Linked DNA regions of Sus scrofa: all the other regions are linked to region 2. A link is a contact called in public HiChIP or PLAC-seq data. All regions are on one chromosome and are shown on one strand. The core of a region is the stretch at or near the end of the contact, and the rest is flanking DNA. Distances in the headings are between cores, read along the strand shown.

The links. HiChIP or PLAC-seq counts read pairs in DNA pulled down with a chosen protein or histone mark.
Region 1: a contact with region 2 is called in an H3K27ac HiChIP or PLAC-seq map of alveolar macrophages. The contact joins the promoter of EIF3L here to the promoter of SUN2 in region 2. A contact is called at or near these places in 1 of 5 promoter capture datasets (liver) and 1 of 2 datasets of contacts at active chromatin or transcription factors (alveolar macrophages).
Region 3: an H3K27ac HiChIP or PLAC-seq map of alveolar macrophages shows a contact between it and region 2. The contact joins the promoter of PICK1 here to the promoter of SUN2 in region 2. A contact is called at or near these places in 2 of 47 Hi-C or Micro-C datasets (embryonic fibroblasts and psoas muscle) and 2 of 2 datasets of contacts at active chromatin or transcription factors (alveolar macrophages and skeletal muscle).

Annotation. Positions count from the first base shown.
Region 1 is chr5:9,994,698-9,998,280 of Sscrofa11.1, forward strand. It overlaps EIF3L (eukaryotic translation initiation factor 3 subunit L), which reads right to left and starts at 1,368. Exons shown (of 13, transcript NM_001244086.1): 1 at 1,264-1,368; 2 at 676-724. The coding sequence starts at 1,296.
Region 2 is chr5:9,271,667-9,275,208 of Sscrofa11.1, forward strand. It overlaps SUN2 (SUN domain-containing protein 2), which reads left to right and starts at 1,470. Exons shown (of 18, transcript XM_013988192.2): 1 at 1,470-1,827.
Region 3 is chr5:9,828,181-9,831,982 of Sscrofa11.1, forward strand. It overlaps PICK1 (PRKCA-binding protein), which reads right to left and starts at 1,497. Exons shown (of 13, transcript XM_003355340.4): 1 at 1-1,497.

The sequences.
Region 1 (3,583 bases), core at 118-2,617, 720 kb after region 2:
GAATGACTGCTGTTTTCTACATATATGACTTGATGCAAGTAACTAAATTTCTCTGTGCTGTTTTTTCACCTAGAAAATGGAAACATTAATTTATGTATTTATAGAACTGCTGTAAGGACTAAATGAAATACTTCACACAAAGTATCCAGGACAACACACGGCACGTACAAAGGGCTAAGTCAAACCAAGTCATCGTAACAACCCAGGAAACCTCAAAAACCTTCCAAAAAGGTTTCATCTGGACTTGGTTTGAATCACTTTTAACTTTTCACAAGATGTCTTCTTCTGGAATTTCCCTGCGGTGCAGTGGATTAAGGATCTGATGTTGTCACTGCAGTAGCTCAGGTCGATGCTGTGGTGAGGGTTCAGTTTCTGGCCCAGTAATCCCCACGTGCCACAGGGGCAGCCCCCCCCCCAAAAGGCTTTTTTCTTCAGCTAATAGTTTAAACAGCTGAGACAGTAATCCTTCCCTTCTGAGACTTTGAGATGGACCATGAAAAAGGCCTGGTTTAATAGGCTATATACCACCCTCCCTTTGAGAGTTAGTAACTTGACTCCAAACCTGGACTATCAAGACGTAGTCTTAAACAGGTGCCCGGCAAAGCTGTTCTGAGACATTCAAAAGGGTGCCAATCCCTAGAAGTACCCAGCTAGCCAGACAAACTGTAGACTCACCTGTGTGCATATCATAGTCGCCCGGGTAAGCATAGGGATCATAAGCAGTCTGTTAACGAAAGAGACAAACAAGACCGTCACCAATTCGTGAATCCAAAATGCTCCTCCTGGGTTCTAAGGATACAAAGGGGGTAAGACGCAGTCCCTGCCTTGGAGGAACTCACATCCCTATGAGAAAAGGGAGAATAAACAGACAACGACAATACCGCGTTGCAGCTGCAATGAGATACAGCAAAGCACAGAAGCTGTGGGAATCGACGAGGTTTGGCAGGACTAAGGCCAGGGCCTAAGAAATCAGAGTTCAATTACAGAAACACAGAACCCTATGACCAGCCTCCGTTCTTGGGCTTCGGAAAGAAAAGGAAAAGAAAACGAGACACGCGAGGTGGGCGGGCTGAGACCAGGCTGATGAGGAGCCGGGAGGGTAGGGTGGCAGCAGTGAGAGCAGTGCTGGCAGAGAGGCCGGCTGGGGCTGGTCGCGGCCCACGGGGGCTCCTAGAGACCCAGACACTGTCCCCCCGCGGGGCCCAACACCCAAAGAGCCCTGTCCATGTTGCGGCGCCCAGAACACGCCTAGGGGCAGCTTACCTCCGACTCATAATCATCAGCGGGATAAGACATGGCTGCGGCGCTCCGAGGCCCAGGAGGAAAGAGCGGAAAAAGCGCACCTCGCCTGCGTCTGGACGCCGGAAGTCCAGCCCATCTCGAGTTGGCTGGGAAACCAGAAGCTCTTCCGGGGCCTTCGGCAACCTGAGGCAGCCATGCTGGGAAGGGCGAATGAGATTAAACACATTATTCCTCTATCTTCAAATAGAGACTCTACAAAGAAGATGACTCAATAGTACTTGAAAACATTCAGAAATAAGGACATGAAATATTTCAGCGTAATAAAGGTTGGGCAAAGTAAGAGAAGCTACAAAATGATGCCACACAAAAGATGGCTGACAGCTCCCGCGGGCGGACCTCTCGCGTGAAGGGAAATTCCGACATGGGGTGGGGGGGGGCTGAATGTGGATTTAGGTGTTAAGCGAGTTGCCTGTAGCGAAAAATGTCTTCAAACGTTTCGACCTCAACAATATAAAGTTACTGGATGTAAAAGTTGAGACTTGGGCGTTGAGAGGGCGTTGAGAAAAGGCGCTTCCCAACTTTGGACATTAAGGTTGCAACAGGCAAAGGTGAAGCCAGCTGCGGTGTGAGGCCGTTGTCGTGGGACCTACCCACGCTTACAGCATGAACTCTCACGCTGTGGGTGGAGTTGGACTCCTGGGGATGACCTAGAGTTAGGGACCGGGTTGTAAAACAAAGCGATACAAGCCAATATGTGGGTCCAGAGCCTTAGGTTAGCCATTTAGAATGGCAATGCCTGGCCCCAGCTTCTCATGTCGCATTTTTGCTTTGAGTTTACTCCTTTGTCTGTAAACCGAGCGGTGATACCATCGTAGGACTAAGCTAAAAGGCTCATGGAGTCCCCGGGACTCTTCGTTGGCTCAAGGAGAGTGCTAATATAGTTACAGGGTTTTTGTGAAATTTGCAAAAGTAATATTTCTACTGCAATTCCTTAGAACCGTTTTCTATTTCAATTTCTCCTGTCACACTTAACCCCTGTGTCTAGTGGCGTTTGGGATTTCAGAGACATTCCTACTGGGAACATTTGAGTTTAGTAAGATATGCTTATGTGATACTCTTCTGGGAATAGTTACTGCCTTCAGTGTATAAGATACAGCTACCACGGGCTGTGGATCAATGGGTGTCTTCAATGAAATATGTATTTAAGGTTAATCAGGGCACTAGAAAGGTTGAAATTAACTGAAAACTTACAGTTAATATAGGAAAAAAGTTTGATACTGGTTGCCCTCAACTTTGACAACTCTCAAAATGTTCATGGCATTACTAAAAAAAGAATTGTGAAGTCAGGAGGAATTTTTCCAAATTATCAATAATAAAATTTTGTGGGAATATAAATTGGTGCAACCACTGTGGAAAACAGTATGAAGATTCCTCAGAAAGCTAAATATAGAATTACCATTTGATCCAGCAATCCACTCCTGGGCATCTATCCAGAGAAAACCATGACTTGAAAAGATACATGAACTCCAATGTTCACTGCAGCACTATATACCATAGCCAAGACATGGAAGCAGCCTAAATATCCATGGACAGAGGAGTGGATAAAGAAGACGTGGTACATATACACAATGGAATATTACTCAGCTGTTAAAAGTAAAGAAATAATGGCATTTGAAGTAACATAGATGGACCTAGAAATTGTCATGCTAAGGGAAGTTAGACAGTGAGACACCAACACCGTATGCTATCACTTACACGTAGAATCTGAAAAAAGGACACAATGGGAGATCCCATCCTGACACAGCTGTGTAGGCCAGCATCTACAGCTCGGATTAGACCCCTAGCCTGGGAATCTCCATATGCTGTGGCACAGCCCTAAAAAGGACAAAAAATAAAAAATAAAAAAAGGACACAATGAACTTCTTTGCAGAACAGATACCGACTCACAGACTTTGAAAACTTACGTTTTCCAAATGAGACAGGTTGGGGGGTGGGGGGATATGCTGAGGATTTGGGATGGAAATGCTATAAAATTGGGTTGTAATGGTCATTGTACAACTATAAATGTAATAAAATTCATTGAGCAATAAAAAATTTGGAGTTCCCGTCGTGGCTCAGCGGTTAACCAACCCTGAGGTCTCGGGTTTGATCCCTGGCCTTACTCAGTGGGTTAAGGATCTGATGTTGCTGTGAGCTGTGGTGTAGGTTGCAGATGTGGCTCAGATCCAGCGTTGCTGCGGCTATGGCATAGGCCGGCGGCTGTAGCTCCAATTTGACCCTTAGCCTGGGAACTTCCCAGGCTAAGGGCTGTGGATGTGGCCCTAAAAAGACATAAATAAAT
Region 2 (3,542 bases), core at 220-2,719:
CAGCCTGTTAGGCATGGTCCTTGCCTGAGACCCGTGGAAGGCCGATGGCCTCTTGCTTTCCAAACCAGCACATGCTGGGAAGGGGCCCTTGCCAGGACCCTTGGAGAGAGTGAGGTGGCAGGCTATGGAGCCTCTATTGCTATTGGCAAGAACAGAACTGGGGAGCTAAGTGCCCTGGGGAGGAGAAGGTGTCAAGAGGAGGCCCCTCCCCTACCTGGATGCTGACTCTAAGTCTGATTTGAACTATTTCGCTCATGCCACGTTCAGCAGATACTCCGATGAGGAAAGCCCTGTGAAGGGTCCTGGGGAGCCAGCTCTTGCCCTTGGGGAGAGCCACATCTAAGCCCAGAAGCAAGCACTGTTGGCTACAATTAGCTGTAAGTGCAGGGGAGGCCCCTCTTTTCCGGGTGGGGCAATGGAGGCTGGCGGAGTGGGGGGGGTTGTTTCTGTCTGGAGTCAGTTTAGCACAAGGGCTTCACATTTCCTCAGTCCCCACCCCCAGTGCCTTCCTGTCACAGCTCAGTGATTTTGTCATTTCTAGCCTCTTCCTCTTGGTGCTTTAAAAGTGAAATAATGGCACTGTCGCAGCGTCCCTTAGAGGAGCTTGCCCAGGAAGTGACTCCTCCCTAGCCAGGCACTTTCTGCCATCAGCAGAGTGGGCCAGTGGGGAGCCCACGCACAGGACCCTTGGAGTTGGGCAGCACTTGATTCTGTCAGGGTCTGTCAAGTGCTTATTCTACCTGCAGATTAAGGCAGAGGAAAAGGGAGCCAGCTTTCCTTCTCAGCACCAACTGTGGCAAGAATCTTCCTTAATATGGAGAAAAGCTTCTGTGTGAAATTTGGGGGTCTCTGAGGGCAGAATGAGAAGTGGCAGAGCCTCCTCCCAAATCTGGATTTTCCAAATCAACTCTAAAATGGAAAAAAAATAAACAACAAAAAAACCAACAAAACCCATGGGCTTGGATATAGAGAGAATCCTCTAATCTCAAATTTGCCTCTTTCAACTGTGTGCCTTTAAACGAATCATTTAAAAACCCTATAAACCTGTTTCCTGATCTGCAAAAAACGTGTAGAAATATCTAAGAATAATTACGCACGTGCCTCCAACAATTGTTTGCGGGTCCCCTAAGGGCTCGCTACGCGCTACCCTTCCAGGTGGGCCCTAGGCCAGGGGTCGTCAATCTCCCCTGCTCCCCCCTTTCTCGAGCCATTTTCAGCAAGGGTGTGCCCCCAACCACTTAATGCCTTTGAGGTCCTGGCACCCGGGCTCTGTTAAGTCGGCCTGAGGCAAGCTGGGTGGGGTGAGGCGCACCACGCGGTGTTAGGAGAGGGCTCAGGTGTTTGGAGTCACCAGACCCGGAGTCAAGTGCGCGGTCAGGCGGGATATCGCCAGCTGCCAGGTGCTGCCCCCGGGCCGCGCCTCCCATGCGCGGACTCCTGTTTGGCCGCGCCCCGCCCGCGGGGCCCACGCGACGGGCGGGGCGAGCCGGGGCCTTTGTGTTCAAACCGCCCAATGGGCGTCGGCAATGGGCGGTGACGCGAGAGGGGCCTGGCCAATGAGCTGCGGACTGTCAGCGTTGACCGACAGGCGCACATATACACACTCGGCCACGCGCGCGCCGCCGGGTCCCACTCGCGCAGCGCGGTTCTGCGCGGGCCGCATTGTCCGTTCGCTCACCTCGTCCCGCCCCGAGGCTCCTCACCGCGCGCCCCGGGCTCGGGCGCCGACCGCCGCTCCCCGGATCCCAACGCAGTAAGGGGGCGCGCCCGGGAGGCGCGGCGGGCCTCGGACGCCCCCGGCTGTGCACCGAGCAGCGGCGGCAGCAGGTAACAGCCGGCCGTGGGCCTCTGGCGGGCGGACGCGCGGGGCGAGGGCGGTAGGCCAGCCTCGGCCGCCTCCTCGCGCGGCCCGGGCCCGGCCTGACCCCGGGGTCATCATCGGACCGCGCCGGCCAGTGCCGAGCTGCCCAGGCCTGGTTCTTCCTCTCCAGGCCAAGCTGGGCCAGGCTCCAGCCCCGCCCGGCGCACGCCCCTGGGCCGGTCGGGAAGGGCCAGCGCTGTGCCAAGGCTGCTCTGACTCATCTCCGCCGCCCGGCCCCCGCCCCCGAGACTGGCCGCCCCACTGGTCAGTCCGGAGGGCGGACGTCTTCCAGGCGGGACTCCCCCGGGCGGCACCTCCCCGGGAGGAGGCTGCCCCAAACCGGCCCAGGGCAGTGCCTGCGTTTTCTTGCTAGTCAGGCAGTTTCCAGGGACCAGCAGTTCTCTGCTTCTGCCGCCGCCTGTCAGAACTCTGGGAATAGGAGGAAGGCCCATTTTGCTTAGTTCTTAAAAAAAAAAAAAAAAAAAAAAAAAAAAACCAAACAAAAAGGGGGCGGGAGTGTGACTTAGAGCAGAGAGGCAGGGCAGGCGCGCGCTTGGTTAAAAAAAACCCGAAAAACAAACCTCCGCAGGGTCAGCCAGTAGGGAAGGAAGGGAGAAGGGAGTTAGCACCTGGAGCGTTTTACAGGTCCCACGAGTGTGAAAACGTCCCGCGGAGGATGCCCAAGATCTAGGTTAAGCCTGAAGACTGGATGGATACTGCGGTATGAGTTTGCGATGGGGCCAAGGAAAGGCGGCGCTGAGAAAAGGATGTGGTTCAGCTCAGAAGTGAAGAGGGATGTTTTATGTGAGGGTTTCTTAACTGATCATGTGTGGAGGGGGTGTCCGTTCTGTTATGCAAAATATTGAGCTCCTAGAGGCTCACTTCTTGTTTTGTTTTCTTTTGGAGGATGGAGCCTTGACCTTTTCACTCTTGTGAAACCCAGACTCGGTGGTAAACTGTTTTGTGACAGCAGAACCCTCCGGGGGAGACAAAAAGGCCCCTTCGCTAGGGTGGAGGCGGGTCCTGTCTGCTGAGGGTTTTCAACTCCCCCGCCCACCACACCTCCGCCTGAATATTTATTTGTATTCTTGCCAGCAGCAGCTTGAGATCTTTTGTGTGTGTGTGTGTGTGTGTGTGTGTGTGTGTGTGCGCACGCGCGCGCTTTAAACACATTGCTTGTTTCTGTCCCAGGGTGAAACCTTGGTCAATTTCTGCAGGGCAGGGTTAAGAAGAGGAGCTTGTGTGGGTATCTGGAGCTTTCAGTTGGGGAGGGCAGTAGTGGGGGTGAAATTACCTTATAAGGAACGGAGGATAGAGAGGGACCCAGCCAGCTTCCTGCTCTGGCAACTACGGATTGTTCCCTTTAGCAGCATTGGCTAAAACCAGGGAAAGATGCCAGCTGGGGATCCCACCTGCGAAGTCACCAATAAGACCAAGACACGAGGCTGCTTGTTTTTCAGAAGAGAACTTGGCAGAGTTCTCCAGCTGGACTAACCAGATCGGCTGGTTTCCATAGTCTTGAGTTGGGATGTGTTAGAGTGGCCACTGTAACAACCCTGGGGACTAGTACTTTAAGTATCAACCAGGAATATTAGAAGCGATAACCAGTTACAAGGACTAGGGACTCTTAAATGTGCCAAAGTATTACAGTGACTTTGTAAGAAGGGCTGGCAAAGGCAGC
Region 3 (3,802 bases), core at 247-2,746, 560 kb after region 2:
GCCTTTGCCTCCGAGGTTGGTGGCTGTGGACCAGGCATGGTGATCCCTCCCAAGATAGAAGCTGTAACGATGAAGATAAAAGAGAGAAACGAGGGTGAAAGTGGCTTGAGAGTGATTCACTTGGCAGAGACATCAGAGGTTTCTGTTGTCACTTCTCACTATAACCATTTGGCCAATTCAGAGGGCAGGGCCAGTGGCACACTTCAAAGGCCTTAGGCTGCTTCGGCCCCTGCATCCGACTCGCCTGGGAAGTACCTCACACGCAGGCTCCTGGCTCTGTCTCAGACCTATCGGTCAGAGTCCGGGAAGGGGAGATCTTGGAGGCTGCATTTCCCCGAAGCTCTGTGGGTGACTTCAGGGCCTCCTGCAGTTTGAGGACCACTGCGTCGCAGGCTCGGAAGGTACAGTATCTGAGCATCCTCAGGGTGGGCCTGTTCGGCTACACCAACCATCCCTGCCCCGGGGGCCTCACCATCCAGGAGGAAACCAGCATGTTTTGTGAGCCCCGAGGAGGGGCTTCTGCCCAGACCAAAGGCCAGGGAAGGCTTCCTGGAGGAAGCAACATCTCAGCTGGGTCCTGAAGGAGGTGCTGGTGGGTCTCCGGCCTAGAAGAGGGGCATGGTGACCCAGGCAGGGGATATAGCTGGTGTAGGCGATGGTGCATACAAGGCATAGTCCCCTCTCCACAGAGAATCACAGTGTGGCAGGAGACAGACAGTGAGGGCGGTGAAAGGCCACCACCAAGTCCTAACCAGTCCACAGGGAGAATTGCATCCCCCACCCCCATCTCCTACTGCTCCAGAGTCCATCCAGGCAGGCAGATGACCTCTGGCTCAGCCTGGCCACTGAAGGCTGTGTGAGCCCAGGCCAAGTCCCAACCCCTTTCTGGGCCTAGGTCTCCTTCAAGATTCCAACCCTCAGGTTCTGAGCCTGATTCCATCAGGAGAAGCTTGCCCCCTACAACGCCATATTTCTGGGGAAGTGCTGCCATCCAGTGGCCATTGGGAGAAAAACCTACTGGGGCACCAGAGCTCCCCCAATCTTTCTCTTCCCATCAGTCACTGCCCCTCCCCAGGTCATGGCTGGCTAGAGCAACCACAAGTCTTTGTGGTCTGTGGGTGATGGGTGAGGCTGCTTACGTACATGGAGAGCTGAGCCTGACCTGCCCATCCCTCAGTGCTGTCATGGCCCCGGCATAAGGCCTGACTCCTCACTGACTCACCACTAGCATCACAGGCCCCTATGAAAGTCAGGGAACCAGGGGTGGGTGGGTGGAATTCAGTTCGATTCGTCAGCAGCATGGAGACTAAAAGCATAGGTTCTAAAAGCGAACAGATAGGAGCAGTAATACTAGCAGCTAACAGGTATTGGGCCTCTCTGGTCAGGGAACAAGAAAAGCAAGGTCCTGCCCTGCCAGAGCTCACACGAGAGGGAAGGGCAGCCATCCACCCAGGTAATATCTCCCATCTCGGAGCGCTGAGCAAGGCCCCACAGCAGAAGGGGAGCCCAGGATTTCCTGTCATGGCTCAGTGGTAATGAACCCGACTAGTATCTATGAGGCCTCGAGTTCGATCCCTGGCCTTGCTCAGTGGGTTAAGGATCTGGACTTGCAGTGAGCTGTGGTGTAGGTCACAGACAAGGCTTGGATCCCGCGTGCCTGTGGCTGAGGCATAGGCTGGCAGCTGCAGCTCTGATTCAACCCCTAGCCTGGAAACTTCCATAGGCCGAGGGTGTGGCACTAAAAAAAAGGCGGGGGGAGCCCAGTGGGAAGGGATATGGCAGGTGGGAGCTGGGGGGGTGAGCTGGACAGAGCATTGGTTTCATGGCAGTTGTGTGACTCTGGAAACGTACCTTGACCTCTCTGAGCCTTAGACTCCATGGAAAAAATCGGTATTAAAAGAGCCTGAGTGTTGGTTTTATTTTTACAATTTTATTTGCTTTTTAGGATCGTACCAGCTACATATGGAAGTTCCACAGCCCACGGCAACACCGTGAGCTGAGCAGAGCCAGCAATCGAACCCGAATCCTCATGGATACCAATTGGTCTTGTTACCACTGCGCCACAATGGGAACTCCCCTGAGTGCTGGGATTTAATTTAAGTCAGACCGTGACACTCTCTGCCCAAAGCCACCCGACATCTCCTGTCACATGCAGAATAACTCCTCTCTGACCCAGAGATCTGGGACTGGCTGCTCCTCCAGCCCAGGGCCCACCCTTCCTCCTGTTCACATCCTGTTCCAGGGCCTCTGGCGGCTTGCTGTTCCTGGAATGGGCTGGAAGTTTTCCATCTCAGGGCCTTCGCTCTTGTAGTTCCCTCTGTCTGGAACATTCTTCCCCCAGGTATGCCCACTCCCTTACGTCATCCACATCTCTTCTGCCCTGTTACCTTCTCCAGGAAGCCCTCCGTGATTGCCAGCTAAAGCACAGTGCTTGGATGGTCGATTTCAGGACATTTGCTCATCTCCAGCCTGACACGCGGCACAGTTTCGGTTACACATTTGTTTGCTTGTCTCTGTAAACTGCAAGTTCCCTGAGAGCAGAAACCTGGCCTGTTCAGGTGGAATCTCTATCACCAATACCTAGCACATCGCCTGGCACATGGTACCTTCAACACATAACCTGATGAGGGAATGAATAACTGACTCTGAGAGCAGAAGCCCAGAGACCAGGCAGTGGTCAGAGTCAGTGGAGGCCTCTGATTTCAGAAGCAGGAGGCCAGAGTCGACCATCCTGGCGCTGGAAAGCTCAGGAGACTAGAAGAGAGTGAGGGAGCCAGAGAGGTGGGGGGCGTTGCCTCCCCCTCCCCCGAGTCCTAAGCGAGGTGGGGAAATGGGGAGCAGGGGCTGCCAGGCTGGGGAAGCAGAAGGGAGCCCTGGTCTGGTGGGAGCCAGATCCCCTTGGGCACAGGGAAGCCTCTCCCACTAGGGCAGCAGTGTGGCGGAGGAGAGAGGGGGAGTGTTAGCATGGCTCCAAGGCATTTGCATCCTTCCAGAAGCCCCTTCCTAGCTTTGATGGAGCCACAGCCCCCGTTACATGGGCAGCACTCTCCTCTTGTCTCAACTGCCTCCTCTAGGCAGCCGCCTCTGGCCAGAGGTGGGATGTGGCCTTTCTCAGACTCCCCCAGCCACCCGCAAAGCAGCTCTATTCCTGGCTCTGCTTGGCATGTAATGGGCTGACCCCTGACCTTCCCCCACTCCCCCGCCTAGTGCTCTGCCCCCCGGGTTAGGTCAGTGATGAAAGCCGGTGGGAGCCTGGGGGGGGTGGAGGCAGGCGGACAGTGCCTGATTGTTCCCACCCCTGGCAGCACGGCCACACTGGCTGCTGGCTGCGGGGGACTGACTTCTGCTCACTCGCTCTTTCTCTCCCCTTCTCTTTCTCGCTGTCATTCTCTTTTTCTCTTCTCCAGGTCACGGATTCTCAGACCTTGAGTCTTGATGGAAAATTGGTGGGACGTTAACACCCACGCTGACCCTGGGACACCCCCCAGAGCCTGGGAATCAGCAGGCCAGGCACAGGAACCCATGGTTCGGCCACGGGGTGCAGAGGCCCGGCAGGACCCCACTTTGGAAAAGAGCCTGGGACTGGAGCCTGGAGACCTGGGGCCTCACTGGATCTTTGAGCTCCAAGTGTGAGGTGCATCTGGGGATGCTCAGAGCTAAGCCAGCCCCATGGGAAGCTGTGGGGATGGCATGTGACACAGCTGTGACTCTGTCTTCTCCCTCCTGTCCCCTCTGACCTGCACCCACCCGCCCCCTGTCCACAATATCCTACGCGTCAGGTCTGTGTCAGGCTCTCTGTTCT